Linked DNA regions of Sus scrofa: region 2 is linked to region 1. Evidence: chromatin contacts called from public HiChIP or PLAC-seq data. All regions are on one chromosome and are shown on one strand. The core of a region is the stretch at or near the end of the contact, and the rest is flanking DNA. Distances in the headings are between cores, read along the strand shown. Region 1 has its middle 16 kb from the start of DUSP16. Region 2 overlaps MANSC1 (MANSC domain-containing protein 1).

Evidence for each region. HiChIP or PLAC-seq counts read pairs in DNA pulled down with a chosen protein or histone mark.
Region 2: a contact with region 1 is called in an H3K27ac HiChIP or PLAC-seq map of alveolar macrophages. The contact joins two enhancer-like sites. A contact is called at or near these places in 2 of 5 promoter capture datasets (fetal liver and fetal skeletal muscle) and 1 of 2 datasets of contacts at active chromatin or transcription factors (alveolar macrophages).

The regions. Positions count from the first base shown.
Region 1 is chr5:59,852,701-59,856,022 of Sscrofa11.1, forward strand. No RefSeq gene overlaps it. Among named protein-coding and RNA genes, the nearest start is that of DUSP16, 16 kb to the right of the region's middle. Within about 2 kb of position 1,826, at least 3 of the 83 cell types and tissues checked have an H3K27ac peak or open chromatin away from gene starts, as enhancers often do. A contact at or near this core is called in alveolar macrophages, where this site is marked.
Region 2 is chr5:60,089,455-60,092,776 of Sscrofa11.1, forward strand. All of the region lies in intron 4 of MANSC1 (MANSC domain-containing protein 1), which reads left to right. Among named protein-coding and RNA genes, the nearest start is that of MANSC1, 8.7 kb to the left of the region's middle. Within about 2 kb of position 1,532, at least 12 of the 83 cell types and tissues checked have an H3K27ac peak or open chromatin away from gene starts, as enhancers often do. A contact at or near this core is called in alveolar macrophages, where this site is marked.

The sequences.
Region 1 (3,322 bases), core at 576-3,075:
AGAAGAGGAACATCCGCTGCAAAGGGACCACAGCGGACTACTCTGCTCTCTTTCCAGGTTGGAAGGACCCGGGAGCCAGGGAGCTGCTGCATCCCTGGCTGCCTCTGTACCTTCATCCCCTCAGCAGCACAGCCACCGACTTGGGCAAGGAAATCAAAACCTCGGACAAGAAGTGGTAAGTCCAGGAAATGTTAAATTAGTTGGGCTTTTGGAGATTTTTGTGGGATCCGTAGACATTTGTATTTTCAGGGGAGAGATTTTCCTTTTTTATTCTGGGACCATATGCAGAACCTCAAATTTACTGTTGTCCCCATTTTTAAATGTATCATTCAATGGGGAGGGCTTTTCTGATGACTTCCCTTCTCTCCTTCTGCTGATGTAGATTGTGAACTCTGCTACCAAAGTTCCTAATTGTTCTGTAGGGTCAGACTTCGGGGTCCCCTTGGCTAAGGTGGGTTTGGCTCTTGCAGTGGGAGAACGCCCCCAAACACCACATTCATCTCAGGAAATTCTCCAGTGGTCATTTCTCTGTGATACAGGTGAGATGGCATTTGCTACTGTGTCCCTTTAATTGCTATCTCTGTCTTGGCCCTAAGAACTTGTCCAGACCCGTGGCTTACCCTTGGGCCTGTTTTCTTTTGTTGTACTACATATCTGTTCTCTGCGGACTCCTGACTTATTCCGCCAACTATGCAAAACCTATATTCTCCCTGGAATCTGACTTGTCTGCCCCTTCAGGGGTCCTGCATGGCTTCTGTGTCAGATGGGATGCCCTGCCTCTGCTCTCTACCTGAGCTCCAGTCCCACCTCCCAGACTGCCTACTGGTCATTTCTTCTGGAATGTGCCCCTCATTGTTCTGCCAAGCAGATTGCAACATATCCAAAAACAAACCTCATTTTTTGCCACAAACCAGCTGCTCCTATAACCTCTCAGCCCCTGTCAACAGTCTGTCATTTAGATGAAAAGCAAAGTCCTCTTGATCTAATCTCCTTTCATTGCCCTCAGCTATTCAGTCCCCAAGAACAATCAGATTTTCTTTCAAATATTGATCATTGTTTCTATCCTTCCCTTCCTCCCACGCCTCCCCCCGCATCCCGTGACCATTTCTAGGTCATCACCACTGCTAACATCATCTACTGTTCATGTCCACTCTTTCCCTGTCCCTGTGCAAGGCCAAGGCCAGACCTCTCTTAGTTAATTAAGTCAAAACCCTGAAGCTGGAGTTCCCATCATGGCGCATCGGAAACGAATCCGACTAAGAACCATGAGGTTGTGGGTTCGATCCCTGGCCTCACTCAGTGGGTTAAGGATCCAGCATTGCCGTGAGCTGTGGTGTAGGTCACAGATGTGGCTCGGATCTGTTATTGCTGTGGCTGTGGTGTAAGGCCAGTGGCTACAGCTCCAATTAGACCTCTAGCCTGGGAACTAACATATGCCCCAGGTCCGGCCCTAAAAGGACAAAAGACAAAAACAAAAACAAAAAAAATCTGAAGCTTTTCCCTATTTCCTGTCCTATAGGCTTCTTCCCTTATCAGGGTGTTAAATTTCCCCTAATTTGATCCCATTCTGGACAATCCTTCTGCCAGCCAGTTATATCAGAATGGAAAGTTTAATGGATTCGGAATTAGTGGACCTGCTTTCAAATCCCAGCAGAACCGCCTGGAGGAACTCACTGATTCCTGGAGCCTTGGATCCCTATGGGCAAAGTGGGGATAATGGTGCCTGTGTCACAGGGAATTTTATGAGGATTTAATGAGGGAATGTGTGTGGAGGCAGTTTAACATTGTGTTCAGAAACCACATTTGAGCTGACTCATTGGTTCCAGGCCAGGCTTTGTCACTCGGGTCACTGTGTGACCTGGAGCAAGTTCCTTAACCACTCTGGGCTTCTCGTCTTCATTTCTTTTTTTTTTTTTTTTGTCTTTTTGCTATTTCTTGGGCCGATCCCACGGCACATGGAGGTTCCCAGGCTAGGGGTCGAATCGGAGCTGTAGCTGCCAGCCTACGCCAGAGCCATAGCAACACGGGATCCGAGCCGCGTCTGCAACCCACACCACAGCTCATGGCAATGCTGGATCCTTAACCCACTGAGCAAGGCCAGGGATCGAACCCGCAACCTCATGGTTCCTAGTTGGATTTGTCAACCCCTGTGCCACGACGGGAACTCCTCTTCTTCATTTCTGAAATGACAACACAGCCAGTGCCTACCTCATCATAGGTCTGTAGTGATGATTAAATGAGATAATCCATGTAAGCTTCTTGGAGTGCCTGACATAATGAAGATCTAATGGGTCTAAGCCATTACTATGTGCAAGAGACCTAGTACATTGATTGACATCTAACTAGCACTTGATAAATGTTTGAGGAAGTTTGTTGATGAATTCATCTTATCCCAACTAATCTCATTTCCTATGAATTCTTGCTAGGCACATTCTTGTGCCATTCCTCCTCCAGGCAGGCTGACTACCCGGGCCTTTCATGAATATATCTCTCCCTTTTCTTGCCTTTGGTTATGGTATGTCTCTTTTCTAGATTGTCATAGTTTCTTTCCCCGACTATCCAAATTCTTCCGATTCTTTTTTTTTTTTTTTTTTTGTCTTTTTCTGGAGCACATATGGAGGTTCCCAGGCTAGGGGTTGAATCGGAGCTGTAGCTGCCGGCCTACACCAGGGCCACAGCAACTCAGGATCCAAGCCGTGTCTGCAACCCACACCACAGCTCACGGCAATGCCGGATCCTCAACCCACTGAGCGAGGCCAGGGATCAAACCCGCAACCTCATGGTTTCTAGTCGGATTTGTTGACCACTGAGCCACAACGGGAACTCCCAAATTCTTCACATTCTTTAAGGTCCATCCTAAACCTGGCCTCCACAAAATGTTCCATCACTTCGGTGCTTATTGATGTCTCACTTTTCTGAACCAGTTCCCCTCGATCGGGCATTGGGTGCACTTAGATGTGACATCTAAATATAGTTTATGTCCTCAACTAGTTTGAAAAATCTTCCTCAGCATCATTTTGGAATACACAGTGAGTATCATGAATATTTAACCTGCTAGACGACCTTATCTCTTCGAACTATCTCGTATGCGTTCCCAGATTATACTGAGGGTGGAATTTGGAGAAAGGGATATGTACTTCTGAGGATGAGGAAGGATCCAGAATTCTGAAAAGGCTTTTCGGACCTGCAGTCTCTTATCAACAGTGTGACACCTGAGGGCGGGCAGATGAGGGGGTGAGGGGAAGGGCTCCTACGAGGTGGGACCTATGGCCTCCTGTGGGCTCTGTCTTGGAGAAATGCTAAGGCCCAGGTGGGGCAGACC
Region 2 (3,322 bases), core at 282-2,781, 240 kb after region 1:
CGGGAACTTCTGCAACACCTCTTTAGAACCACGTCAGCAACAATGGAATAAGTATACAGGTGTCCAGGGTGACTGTTTTGAAAGGGTTAAAACCCAGTGAATACAGTATATAAAATTCCAGTACATGTGTCATTAGGTTCCAATGATTTTGTAATCACATTATCTAAATAAAACTCAGTGGATTTTATCACCCACACCTGGAGGAAAACTCATTTAAAAAGTATTTATTGATGGAGTTCTCGTCATGGCTCAGCGGAAACCAATCTGACTAGGAACCAGGAGGTTGTGGGTTCGATCCCTGGCCTCGATCAGTGGGTTAAGGATCTGGTGTTGCCGTGAGCTGTGATGTGGGTCACAGGTGTGGCTTGGATCCCACGTTGTTGTAGCTGTGGTGTAGGCTGGCAGCTGTAGCTCTGATTAGACCCCTAGCCTGGGAACCTCCACATGCTGCTAGTGCAGCCCTAAAAAGCAAAAAAAAAAAAAAAAAGTATTCATTGAGAATCTTCCATATGTCAAATCTGTGCAGAGCACTGGAAATATAGTCTCCGTACTTGGAAGTTACATATTTGCTCAGAATACAGAAGATAAGTAAAAATAATATGATTATTTGGATAAGTCTTGGTGAGATGTTGGCTTGTTAATTTTTCAGGAGGAAATGCTTTCAGGTGCCGAATTTCCTTTAAATTTTAGGAAGTTTTTGTTGTCAATGCCCTTAGGTATTAATACTGTTCTCTTTGTTCATTTATTCAATACGCAACAAATTTTATTTCGCATCTCCTATCCACCAATCACTTTTTACACTCTAAGAATACAAAAGTACGACACTGAGCATGAAAAACAAGGTTCTCACCTCTGAAATTGCTATTTTAGGAGAACGAGACGGTAACCTTAATAAACAATCAAAAAATAGAGTTACCAGGGCTATGAAGCTAATTGAGCTCAGACAAGATAATAGATCATCGCTGAGTGGACGTTCTGGATTAGGTGATCAATGCAACCATCTGTGAAGAGGAAACCCCTAAACTGAGATCTGAGCCAGATGTGAGAAGATTGTGGAAGGACCCTCCAGGCAGAGGGAACAGCCTATTCCAATATCCTGAGGCATAGTGGTTTTGGAAACCCTCCAATCTCAGCTGGCTGACTCATAGTGAACCATGTACAGAGTGATATGCAGGCAGTAAGAAAAGCAACCATCACATCAGCCTTTGTATGGCATAAGGCGATTTTATTTTAGGTGGGCGATGGGAAGCCATTGGAAGATTTCAGCAGGCATGTACCGTGGTGTTTTAAAGGTGATTTCTCAAAGCTCACCATGACCGCTCTATTGGGAATGGACAATGATGCAACAAGCAGCCAGGGGACAAGTGGGTAGGATGAGATCCAAGTGAAGGGAGGTGGCCTTGGGGACCAGGGATGAGGTGGAGGGAAGTAAACATTTGGGCTGTTTCCAAGTAGCAGTTGACAGGGCTTGCTGAGAGGCTTAGATGTGGGGAGCAAGGTCAAGAGACTAGCGAAGCGAGTTTGAGTTTTTGGCTAGAGCGTCTAGAGGATGACAGCGCCCTCTACTGGGGAAGATTTGCGGAGAAGCAGTTTAGGGCTGGGAGGGAGGGTGCAAGCGGGGTTCTCTGGGCCAGGATGCTGCCCAGGGCGCTGGACACGGATTCAGCTTTGTCCCCTGGCGAGGCTGTGTCTGAGTTTTGTTCATGAACCAGGAAAACCTGATGTAGCAAACATTCCCTTAAAATAGGAGCATAAAGCACGGATTGCTTGTGTAAATTCTTCCTAAACAGGGATACAAGCCCATGTATAAAATGATTGGCAGCCAAGGGACAGGGTTTCAGTTTTGCCAGATGAAAAAGTTCTGGAGATGGAGGATGGCGATGGCTGCACAACTATGTGAATATTCTCAGTGCCCGTGAACTTTACTCTTCAAAGGGGTTAAAGTGGTAGATGGTGTGTGGTATATTTTATCACAATTTTTTGTTGTTGTTTTTGTCCTTTTAGGGCCACACCCACGGCACATGGAGGCTCCCAGGCTAGGGCTCGAATCTGAGCTGTAGTGCTGGCCTACTGCCACAGCCACAGCAATGCAGAATCCAAGCCACGTCTGCGACCTACACCACAGCTCATGGCAATGTTGGATCCCCAACCCACTGAGTGAGTCCAGGGAGCGAACCAACATCCCCCTGGATGCTCGCTGGATTCGTTAACTGCTGAGCCATGACTGGAACTCCCAAAACTTTTTTAAAATCATAATTTTTTAAAAAGACCATGGCACAGAACAAATTAGGCTTCTCAGAACCTGAAATCTTACCGCGTGTGGAAAGAGTCTTGTTCTTCTCCTGCCCTTTCTGGGCTTCCTGGTGGCCGGAGTGGCTGCCCCGACTGTGGCCCCTTCACGTCTGTATATATTCTTGGCTAAAAGCATTGGGGACCTACTGTGTCATGTGGATGTAGCTTCCCACTGTTGCCCTTTTTTCATCACCCAGAACATAGCAGAGTGTGTTAGACACCCAGGGATGTAGCCAACAGGAAATGGACATCCCAGTCTGAGTTTCCAATTGGAAAGGTTTGTTTCTCCTTCAAGAGCTCCCATCAGGTGGAAGTTGGACCATCACATCCGCTTCTATGATCCCTTCTCACTGTCTTCATTGTGTCCTTTCTTCCACTGTCAGTGTGTAGTCCCCACGTGTATCATCTGTTTCGCAATTAAAGAATATTGAAGAAGTTATGGGTAATATAATCCAGTAATTCTATCTCCATAAAATCTGTACCAAAGAAACATCTATTGGTGAGAAACTGTTTATCATTTAATTAGTAGAAAAATGAAAACGGCACTTTTTAAATTCATTTAAAAGATATTAGTTTAGGAGTTCCTGTTATGGCTTGGCAGTAACAAACTGGACTGGTATCCATGAGGACTCTGGGTTTGATCCCTGGCCTGGCTCACTGGGTTAAGGATCCAGCCTTGCTTTGCAGCTCGAATCTGATGTTGCTATGACTGTGGCAGCTACATCTCTGATTTGACCCCCTAGCCTGGGAACTTCCATACATCATGGGTGTGGCCCGAAAAAGACAAAAAATAAAAAGAATAAAATATATTAGTTTAAAAGTCTCTACAGCATAAATGACAATTGCTAAGGAATGGTTGGGTGTAAAGTATGATGGATTCACCTGAGGAAATGAGATTGCAGATATTAAAAAATAAGTTTGAGGGAGTTCCTGGTGGTCTGGTGATTAGGACTTGGTACTTTCACCTCTGCGACTCAGGTTCAATCCCTGGCCTTAGAACCACAATCCAATATCAAGCTGCTGCATGCCA